Linked DNA regions of Mus musculus: region 1 is linked to region 2. The links are chromatin contacts, called in public HiChIP or PLAC-seq maps. All regions are on one chromosome and are shown on one strand. The core of a region is the stretch at or near the end of the contact, and the rest is flanking DNA. Distances in the headings are between cores, read along the strand shown. Region 1 overlaps Dtnb (dystrobrevin, beta). Region 2 overlaps 1110002L01Rik (RIKEN cDNA 1110002L01 gene).

The links. HiChIP or PLAC-seq counts read pairs in DNA pulled down with a chosen protein or histone mark.
Region 1: a contact with region 2 is called in an H3K27ac HiChIP or PLAC-seq map of microglia, with 4 times the contacts expected there. The contact joins two enhancer-like sites. A contact is called at or near these places in 1 of 115 datasets of contacts at active chromatin or transcription factors (microglia) and 1 of 9 other capture datasets (adipose tissue).

Annotation. Positions count from the first base shown.
Region 1 is chr12:3,756,338-3,761,900 of GRCm38.p6, forward strand. The region is part of intron 15 of Dtnb (dystrobrevin, beta); the gene reads left to right. Among named protein-coding and RNA genes, the nearest start is that of Dnmt3a, 48 kb to the right of the region's middle. Within about 2 kb of position 3,269, at least 112 of the 459 cell types and tissues checked have an H3K27ac peak or open chromatin away from gene starts, as enhancers often do. A contact at or near this core is called in microglia, where this site is marked.
Region 2 is chr12:3,417,452-3,422,657 of GRCm38.p6, forward strand. The region is part of intron 1 of 1110002L01Rik (RIKEN cDNA 1110002L01 gene); the gene reads right to left. Among named protein-coding and RNA genes, the nearest start is that of 1110002L01Rik, 6.7 kb to the right of the region's middle. Within about 2 kb of position 3,305, at least 23 of the 459 cell types and tissues checked have an H3K27ac peak or open chromatin away from gene starts, as enhancers often do. A contact at or near this core is called in microglia, where this site is marked.

The sequences.
Region 1 (5,563 bases), core at 2,019-4,518, 340 kb after region 2:
ATGACTATGACCCTATCACTTGGGAGGTAGAAGCCGAAAGATCAGGCGTTCAAGGTCATCTTAAGTTAAGTAACAAGTTCAAGGACAGCCTGGGCTGTTAGAGATGCTGACTCAAGCACAACATACTTGCATAGTGACCTTTCATTCTTCGTGAGATCACCATCTCTTGAGATCAAAAAAGGAATTTTCCACATCCAACAGCCCAAGCAGTGTCCTGGTCCTTACATCCTGAAAGGACTATGTCCATCTAAATGGGAAAAGCTCCTGCCCACCCCACAGGGTTTACACTGGACTCACCCATGGTCACATTTGTAAGATAAAAAGATTGCAAGAAGACGAAGTCTTTAGATCCAATCCTTCTGTGGCGTGTGTCATTGTTGAGTGAAAAAGAGTGTAAGTCTTTTGAGCCAAACCATCTGTGGCCTGTGCCATTGTTGAGTGTGACAAAACTTTCTAAATGAAGAGTTACTGTGGGGTGAGTGGTGGGGCAGAGAGGCAGGAAGATGTCAGATCCCTGGAACTGGAGTTACAGGTTAGTTGTGAGCCATAGTGTGGTCCTCTGGAAGAGCTGTAAATGCTCTTAACCACTAAGCTATCTCTCCAACCCCTACAAGGTTTTATGCTAACTGCTATTAAGATTCTGCTCAGAGAACACTTCAAACACCAAATATGTGGGGTTTTACGCCAAACAGTTTTTCAATTCACTCTAGGCACCCACTGGTGGTGCTGTCATTTAACTGTTTATGATACTGACTAACTGGGTGTAACACCAAAGCCTGGGCTAAGGGCTCATCTCACAAGACTGACTCTGACTTGAGATACCTGTAAGCTGTAAGCACTGGGGCTCCAGTTGCCTGCACTTCAGTCTGATTTGACTGAAAATTCTTTCCTCTTCCTTAAGTTTGATCATTTGCAATAATGGCTTGCACAACTAACAGAACCTCTTCTTTGTTGTTAGGATGCAAATGTACAGATAGATAAAGAGGTACATACTTCAAGGTCTAGAAGGTCCCAGTACAGGAGTTTTCCCCCTGTACTGTGGACACTGCCCCCCCCCCCTGGCATGTAGGTGTTCACTAACCCCTTCATTCAAGATGGTTAGCTTCGTCTCTATTCATGTTCCTCAGAGGTCTGTAGAGGGCACCAAGGTCTAACACTGAATCATGCTGTGGGCTTTCTGGCAAACAAACAGCTCCTTCCTGAAAGCAGCCTTAGCGTACATATGCTCTTTTTTTTTTTTTTTTTTTTTTTTAAGATTTATTTATTTATTTTAGGTAAGTACACTGTAGCTGTCTTTTCAGACACCCCAGAAGAGGGCATCAGATCTCATTCCGGATGGTTGTGAGCCACCATGTGGTTGCTGGGATTTGAACTCAGGACCTTCGGAAGAGCAGTCAGTGCTCTTAACTGCTGAGCCATCTCAACAGCCCCCACATATACTCTTAACTTTCTAGTGAGTCTAAAGATTTTTAGAAGCTTTTGTGACTGAACCTAGGATAGAAGACCAAATTCATACTTGTTATATCACAATATTATAGTTATTTTAACTTTGCAAGAACTTGAGAACAGTGGATAGTAGTACTGTTACTTTAAAATGTTTGATGCTAGAGGTCAGAGGTATTGCCATCCTTAGCATATATGATATAGTGCCTTGTACTCCATCCCAAGCACTGAAAATAAGTGAATAAATAGATAAGCACACCTTATTGAGGCCTTGCCTTCAGCCCCAGCCACTCTCTCAGCACCTTGAGTGACCTTACCTAGCAATCCTTCTGTCTCTCTTCCCTCATTCTCTTTTCTTCTCTTTCCTCATGGCTTCTTCAGATCAGACTGCTCACTCACCCCGTAGTTTAAGAAGCTCATTCCACTAGACTGGCTGATTTAGGGTTAATCATGACCCAACCATCATGAGTCTGTAATTAAAGGACCTTGCCAGCTCTCTTTACTGTTGTGTTTCCAGTCTCTAACCCAGCCTGCTGCACTGCAGATACTCAATAAATATTTGCTGAGGGAAAACCACCATTAGCAAGAAGACTGCACAAGTTAATCATTGTATTAATTGTGAGGAACATAACCAGTTCACGTGCCTGTAGCAGCAATTCTGGTCCAGCTACTCTCAAGAAATAGGCAGATCCATTCAGGAGACTGAGTTGTGACGAAGAAATCCTCTTTACAAGGAGTCAGAAAAACAAATTTCAGCTCTGTGTGGTGGCACACACTTTTAATCCCTGCAATGAGGAGGCAGAGGTGGTGAATCTCTGTGATTTAGAGGCCAGCCTGGTCTACAGAGCAAGTTCCAGGACACCCAGGACAATATAGACTCTTTCTATAAATAGATAGGTGAATAGATAGATAGATGGATGGACGGACGGACGGGCGGGCGGGCGGACAGACAGACAGACAGACAGCAATGACTATGTTCATCTGGATACAGTCCAGATCACTCCAGATCTGGAAGGACTAAACATCCCAGCTCCCTTAGGAGACATCTCAGATGTGTATTTCCCCCCAGTATAACATATCATATCACTTCTGGATATATGGATCTATCTCTCTCTCTCTCTCTCTCTCTCTCTCTCTCTCTCTCTCTCTCTCTCTCTCTCTCTCTGGCCTTGAACTCAGAAATCTGCCTGCCTCTGCCTCTCTGCCTCTCTGCCTCTCTGCCTCTGCCTCTCTGCCTCTGCCTCTCTGCCTCTGCCTCCCAAGTGCTGGGATTAAAGGCATGCGCCACCACCACCCGGCACTTCTGGATCTCTTAAGGCTCAATTAAAATTAAGCTGTCCATGTATGTGTCCATGGCCTGGGGTCCAGCTTTCCATGAAGGATTTCTATGCTCCTCTCATACAGCTCCCATGTTTCTCACCCCATAACAGAAGCCTGGATCGACTTCCAACACAGCCAGGAGTTACATTGACTCTGACTCGCAATGCTCTGCCACATATATCAGAGTCTGTTTAATGCTCAGTCTGTTAGAGCATTCAAAAGAAACGAACACAAATTCCATTCTCAAATAGTAGGGACATAATTTTCTGGTTAGTAGGAATGTAACTTCTTGGTTGGCACAATGCCTTAAATATGGAAATAGAAGTCAGATCATTGTCATCCTGAGCCTCAGTTACACTCCTGCCTCCTAAGTCTGCAAAACCTTGGCTTTTGGTGAGTGGATGAATTGATGTACTTCAAGGTAACCCCACAGCCTTTGCCCTGGGCCTCAGTCTCTGCACGCACAGCTGTCGGCTGGATCCAGTGGCCTGCAGATGGCGTGTGGACGTCTACCCAGAGTGCATGTTTATCCCTCTTGCTCCTATGCTCCCTGCAGGGCCCCAGCAGTTCCTTGTTTTGGTTTTGGTTTCATTTTGTAAAAAGAGGAAATATAATTATGTTCTCATAGAGCTCTGTGAACACTGGCAGGAAGTTTTTAGTGAGAATGATTAGAAAGGAGAAATAATTCTTGGATCTGAGGGGTATGCCTCTGTTTTGATCATTCCATAAAAGACAAGCTAAGAGGCTTTCTTCTATCTTATTTCCATCATATACTGTATTTCTGTATTTTGCTTTCCTGACTGTAATGTGTATATGATATGAAAACTGTTCCCCATGTTCCCTAGGAAACTCACACACACTAGACTAGAGAAATCCTCCCGAACACACACTCTTTCCAGAATGCTACCTACTATCCAGATATCATTAAAAAACAAAAACAAAAAAACAGCCAAAGACAAGACAGAGTAAGCCATGGATTCTAGATTTAGAACCCCAGAATCTGGGAAAATAAATGTCCCTGCCAAGAAAACAGTGGAAAGAGATTATTCTGGGTTAGGTGTGGTCTTGGCTGTAATATTCTTGGCCATGTTACAGAGAAATACCTTCTAGATACCTAGAACTGTGCAGCTAAAACTCCAGCTGATCTAGCCAGGCAGATATGGGTTGGAATCACCACTGGCTCAGAGGTGCTGAGCACCATACTCTCTGCTCCTCTAGAAGAGGGGCCTGTGCTCTCAGACACAGAGCCATCTCTTCAGCTCCAGGAGGAGTGTTACTGAACAAGGTATTATCATAGAAGTGGAATTTCAGTTCGCCTTGTTGCATTCTAGACTATCACTGATTGGTAGGTTTGAGCTCTCACCCTCTTACTGACCTAGCCTTACCTTTTTAACCACGTCCTCCAGGTCCTATCTAGTCTTGTTTCTTATGTGCAACCTGAGTATTTGGTACTGTCCATGAGACACTTTTCTCTTAGTGAGGTTTCTGACCATTTATCTGAGAATTGGTTTTGGGGACCCAATGGAGAGACCATCTTACATAGGGGTAGCCAACCCAGGAAAAGACTGGAGAATTCTAGTCTTAGAATGTATGAACTTTCTTAACTAAGATTTTATATATCAACTTTCTTTTTGTTCTTTGAGTTTATTGTAAGTCATAGTACGTTGTGCTTCGTTCCAGAAATTCAATATGCTTTCTTCTTTGCACCAAGAAAAATAAACACCTTGCCTTCTACCCTTTTGAGTCCAGAAGTTCGTCTTAGCTTCTATATAACAGTGATTCAGGTAGAGACAAAATCATGATTGAAAGCCAAATGCACACTACTACCCCCTCCCAATACTGTTGATTCACTTAGAGAATCTTGGCAATCCTAGAAGACCGCATAGGTCTCTGCAGTGAGACAGGTTATATATGGGTCCTGAGTTTCCCATCATGGTGTAGAAACAAACAGATGCCAGTTCTCTGCAGAGGGACCATATGCAGACCTGTTGGGGGCCTTATCCTTCCACCAGATACACAATAGAGAAATACATATTCTTGGAGCAGTGCAACATCATAGAAAGTCTCAGTACTCTATGGGGTATCTGGAAACCAGGTTTGTCTTTTAAAGGTCATGATGGCCTGTTTTTGTAAATGGGTGCTTGCTGAGGCAGGATGTTCCAGTGCCTCCTTCCCTTGCTTCAGTTCAGCCCAGACGGGATATATCCAGCTGCCTTTGGATGCTGGTCTTTTCTCTCCCTGCTCCCTTGTTATGCATGCACTGTGGCTCCCATGCCCAGTCCTGACTCCCAGCAGTTGATGAGGTAGTTATTTTCTCATCCTGCGGCAGGGCTGATGCGGTGGAGACAGCCCACCCTCTCTCCACAGTGCACAGTGCCAGCAGCAGCTCAGAATGGTGTGTGATGCTTTTACCTCTTCTCTGAGGGGAGATGTCCTGGGCCCAATCTTTATCTGCCCCCATCTCCATTCAGCTGCAGCTGCAGTGCCTGAACTTCAGACTTATAGCTCCTTTCTCCCTGGATTTTGTTTTTGTTTTTCTGACAAGGCACCTGACAACCAGCAGCAAAGAGGCCAGTTTGTTTAATTTAAATACACTGCGGCAAAGTGGAGGTAATCGTCCACACAGGCCATCTGCTGCCTGGCAGGTATCCATGAGTCAGGGAAAGAGATGGAGACTGAAATGTCCTCCATCCTGTTGTCATGATAACAGCCCGTCAGGGAGGTGGGGGATGTGGGGAGGGCAGGGCTTGCTCTCCATGTTACACTTTTTACCACAGACCTCTCTGGACTTGGCTACTTG
Region 2 (5,206 bases), core at 2,055-4,554:
TAAAGGTGTGTGCCACCGACCGGCAACAGTACACATTTTTAACCTCTGTACTATCTGGGTGGTCTGCAGACCAGACCGGCCTTGAACTCAAGAAATCTGCCTGGCCCTGCCTTCTGAGCACTGGAGTCAAAGGTGTGTATCACACACATACTTGGCTTTATAAAGATTTTTGTTATTAGTTAGGTGTAGGTATGTGTACCTGAGTGCAGGTGCTCGAAGTGTCAGACCGCCTGGAGCTGGAGTTACAGCTGGTTAGAAGCGTTCAGTATGCTGGAAACCAGATTTGAGTCCAGGGTCAGGATGCCTCATATCAGAGTCTGCTGCCTCCGAGCTTTTAGACTGCCACAGAACCAGGTCTACCCAGAGGGCCAAATGGGGAGGGCAGCTGAGATGGAACCTCGTGATGGCAAGTCTTATGCTCATTTGTCCTATTACACTCACACAGACTTCATTCTGCTCTAAATCAATGCCTTTCAGCTATCAGGATTTCCAAAACTTAGAGCAAGACTTTTCTAAAGAGATCAATGAGATGAAATGACAGGAAGTCCCAGGGTGAGTTCTCCCATTACTGCTTTATAAGAGAGAATAAAACAGAAGTGCTGCCCTAGGGTACAGTGTTGCTCCCTGGCACCAAATGTCGTGAACTGACATTTCAGAATATCTTGGAAGGCTACCAGAATATTTTGTGAGTGCTCAAAAACATAAAAGGCCAGGCGTGAAGGTAGCACACACCTTCAATTCTAGCACTGGAGCAGCAGAGGGGGAGCTCTGGGAGTTCAAGGCCATTTTGGCCTGCATAGTGAGTTCCAGTGAGATGCTGTCTCGAGAGACAGAGACAGACTGGGAAGATAATGTACTCAGTAAAGTCCTTGCTTCATAAGTATAAAACCTTGAATCCAAGCCAAATGGTGGTACACACCTTTAATTCCAGTTCTTGGGAGATAGCAGATCTCTGTGAGTTCAGGGCTAGCCTGGTCTACAGAGTGAATTCCAGGACAACCAGTGCTACACAGAGAAAAGCCTAAAATGAACAAACAACCCTCACCCCCACCCTCTGCTAAAACAATAAAATTGTGAGTGCAATTCTCATGTAAACACCGAGGTAAACAAGCCAGCTGTGGTGTGGTGGCATCTGTTTCTAATCCTAGTGCTGGGGAGACCGAGACAGTGCCCTTGGGGCTTGCTGGCCAACCAGCCTAGCCTCACCAGCAAGCGTCAGGGCAATGAGAGACCATGCTTCAAAAAGCAAGGTGGATGACACTTAAGGAACGATCTGAGAGGTTTACCTCTGATGTCTGTCTACAGGAGGACAGGATAAAACCTGTAGTCGAAACACTCAGGAGATGAAGGCAGAAAAGCCAGGAAGTAGAGGCAATCCTTGGGTACATAGCCAATTCTAAACCATCCTGACATACAAGACGAAAAAATGTCTCAAAAGGGAAAAAAGGAAGTTTTGTGGAAACATGAAGAGGAGCCAAGTTCCTGTATTTGGAATATAAGGAAGCGATTCTACCAGAGACTGAATATATTTGCTTCCAGTTTATTAGACCACAACAGCAAAAATCATAGCATTTTGTATCAGGTGTACACAGACACTCAGGCTAAAAATATCCAAATGCAATAAATGTACTTTCAAAGAAAACCTTACAGGGTTAGGGTGGCTCAGCTAGAAAATGTGTGTATTGTGCTTAAAGCCTAGGTTTGATCCTTGCCACTATGTAGTGGGTCAATCTGTAATCCTGGCACTCAGGAGGTAGAAGCAGGAGGCTCAGAAAGAAGTTCTAGGCCATCCTCTGCTACAAAGTGAGTTCAAGGCTATCCTGTATTATGAGACTCAAATAAACAAAACAAAACCAAACAACCCCCCAAAAATCCAGGCAACAACAAAGAAACAAAACAAAGACAGACACATCTTTAAGTCAGGTGTAGTAGTACACACCTCTAATTCTAGCACTTGGGAGGCAGAGGCAGGTGAATTTCTGTTAGTGTTTAAAGCTAACCAGTGGAAGTCACTGGTCTACACAGTTAAGTTCCAGGACAGCTATGCTATATAATAAGACCTTGCTTCCCTGCCAAAACAAACTGTCTTAGTCAGAGTTTCTATTCCTGCACAAACATCATGACCAAGAAGCAAGTTCTTCAGCTTATACTTCCACACTGCTGTTCATCACCAAAGGATGTCCAGACTGGAACTCAAGCAGGTCAGAAAGCAGGAGCTGATGCAGTTTATGGAGGGATGTTTCTTACTGGCTTGCTTCCTCTGGCTTGCTCAGCTTGCTCTCTAATAGAACCCAAGACTACCAACCCAGGGATGGCAACACCCACAATGAGCCACCCCCCAACCCCCATTTTGATCACCAATTGAAAAAATGGCTTAGCCAGGCCATGGTGGTGCATGCCTTTAATCTCAGCACTTGGGAGGCAGAGGCAGGCGGATTTCTAAGTTAGCCTGGTCTACAGAGTGAGTTCTCCCAGATCTCATGGAGGCACTTCCCCAACTGAAGCTCCTTTCTCTGTGATAACTCCAGCCTGTGTCAAGTTGACACAAAACTAGCCAGTACACAATGAACAAAAAACTCCCCAAACCAAAAAACTTTTAATCTTTAATCAACAATTAGAAGATACTGTATATTACTAAAAGATTTTTAATTGTAACATTTTATTAAGTGTGTATGTGTGTGTGTGTGCATGCACATATGCCATGGTATGCAAATGATCAGAGGGCAACTTACAGGAATCAGTTCTTTCCTCCAATTGTATGGGTTCTAGGATCCAACACAAGCTAACAGACTTGGTGGTCAGCACCAGTACTTGTTGAGCCACCCTGCCAGCCCCACATGGTATATTACTTATCTCTCCTCTAGGTTGCCAACAGTATCAAAGGGGACTAGATTGGCTTAATTTTCCTTATTCCAATATATTCTGCCTCTAATGATAGCTAGTTAACTTTTTAGTATCTAAATCAGAAACCTCCATTCATTTTATTTACCCTTCAAGTAATGTGGGCACATTCTAGTTTAAATTCAAGACCACACATCTTAGGATGGCTCTCTAGGCTGCCAACCAACCTTACTACACTTCTCCCAGTATGCTTTCTCCTGTTCTCTAAGACAACTACATCATACAGTCCCTTTTCTCTGCAAGCTCCATCTTGTCAAGTTCCCCAAGCCTGCACTTCTTCTCCACTCTTCCCACATCCTTTTCCACTCGACTCTTTTTTAAAAATGCCTTCCTGTTTCATGGTCATAGGGACTTCTGCTGTGGCAGTGTCTTCACATGTCCCCTTCCCTTTAGCTCAGTTAGTTCTCAACATCTTAATGCAGTTCCTCATGCTGTGGTAGCCTCCAACCATAAAATTACTTTCGTTGCTACTTCATAGCTGTCCTTTTGCTAGTGTTATGAATTGTAATGTAAGTATATTTGGAAGTAGAGGTTTGCCAAAGGGGGTGTGACCCATAGGTTGAAAACTGCTGGAATGTCCCATGTATTGCTCTTGACAAGGTTAGTACCTTGTCTTCTCTGTCTTCTGCTTCAACTTAATGTCAAATTTCCAGTGGCTTTCTTTGTGACTTATGGGTGCTCACACCCAGTCACACACTAGCATATTAACTAGTAGGCTTTTTGTTTTGTCTTTTTTCCAGGCAAGGTTTCTCTTGTATAGTCCTGGCAGTTCTGGAACTCTATCTGTAGACCAGGCTGGCCCGGACCTGTCTCTGCCTCTGAGTTATAAGATTAAAGGTATGTGCTACCACCACCTGAGGTTTTAAGAATCTCTAAGAAATACACATGCTATGTGTGTTCCACGTGTATGTGGATAGCCAGAGAGGCTTGTAGAGGAAATCAGAACCCCTACAAGTGGAATTGCAGATAGCTGTTGGTTTCATGTGGGTGTGCTGGGAACTGAATTTGGATCCTTTGCAAGTGCAGTCAGTGCTCTTAATGGCCACCCATCTCTCCGGCCCTTATTTTTAAGGAGGTGGGGGGGGGGGAGGCTTATGTGGCTCAGTGTGGTCTCATGCATACTTGGTATGTGGCCGAAGCTGGTTTTTAACTCCCAACCCTACCGCACACAGCATCAAGTCTGGTTCTTCAACATCAGTTTTGATGTTGCCTTAACTCCTCCACTATGCTCATTCAAATAAAGTTTCATGACTACAGAGCCTTGTGCATCTGCTCTATTTCTGCATTCTTAACATTTTTTTAAAGATTTATTTATTTATTATGAGTACACTGTAGCTCAGACACACCAGAAGGGGGCATCAGATGGTTGTGAGCCACCATGTGGTTGCTGGGAATTGAACTCAGGACCTCTAGAAGAGCAGCCAGAGCTCTTAACCACTAAGCCTTCTCTCCAGCCCCATTCTTAACATTTAAATCATAGTCTTTCACAAATAACCAGTAAGCACTCTTTTTTAAAAATTATTTCAACCTGGTATGATGATGGTACATACCTCTAAACCCAAGAGGCAGAAGCAGGTGGATTATTTGTGAGTTTGAGACCAGACATAGTAAGTTGCAGGCCAGTCAGAGCTATATACAGAGACCCTGTCAAACAAATAAAAAATCCACATGTTGGGGGATGGTAAGATAGCTCAGCTGGTAAGAGCACTTGACTGCTCTTCCGAAGATCCTGAGTTCAAATTCCAGCAACCACAGGGTGGCTCACAACCACCCATAATGTGATCTGATGCCCTATTCTGGTGCATCTACAGTGTACTTATCTATAATAAATAAATCTTTGGGTCGAGCGAGCAGGGACTGAGCGAGCAGGGTTGCCTAGAGAGAGCAGAGGTCCTAAATTCAATTCCCAACAACTATATGAAGGCTCACAACCATATGTACAGCTACAGTGTGTACTCATATACATGAAAATAAATAAATAAATAAATCTTAAAACAAAACAAAACAAAAAAAAACAAAAGCAACCTACATGTCCTGGTGTGGTTATACACACACAAACAGTTTCCTCTGGAGTTCAGAAGAGAACATCAGATGCTCTAGAGCTGGAATTGAAATTGTGCAATTGAGAACCACCTGATCTGGATATATCTTAGGGTTTTACTGCTGTGAACAGACACCATGACCAAGGCAACTCTTATAAGGACAACATTTAATTGGGGTTGGCTTACAGGTTCCGTCCATTATCATCAAAGCAGAGTATGACAGCATTTAGACAGGCATGGTGCAGTTGAGAGTTCTACATCTT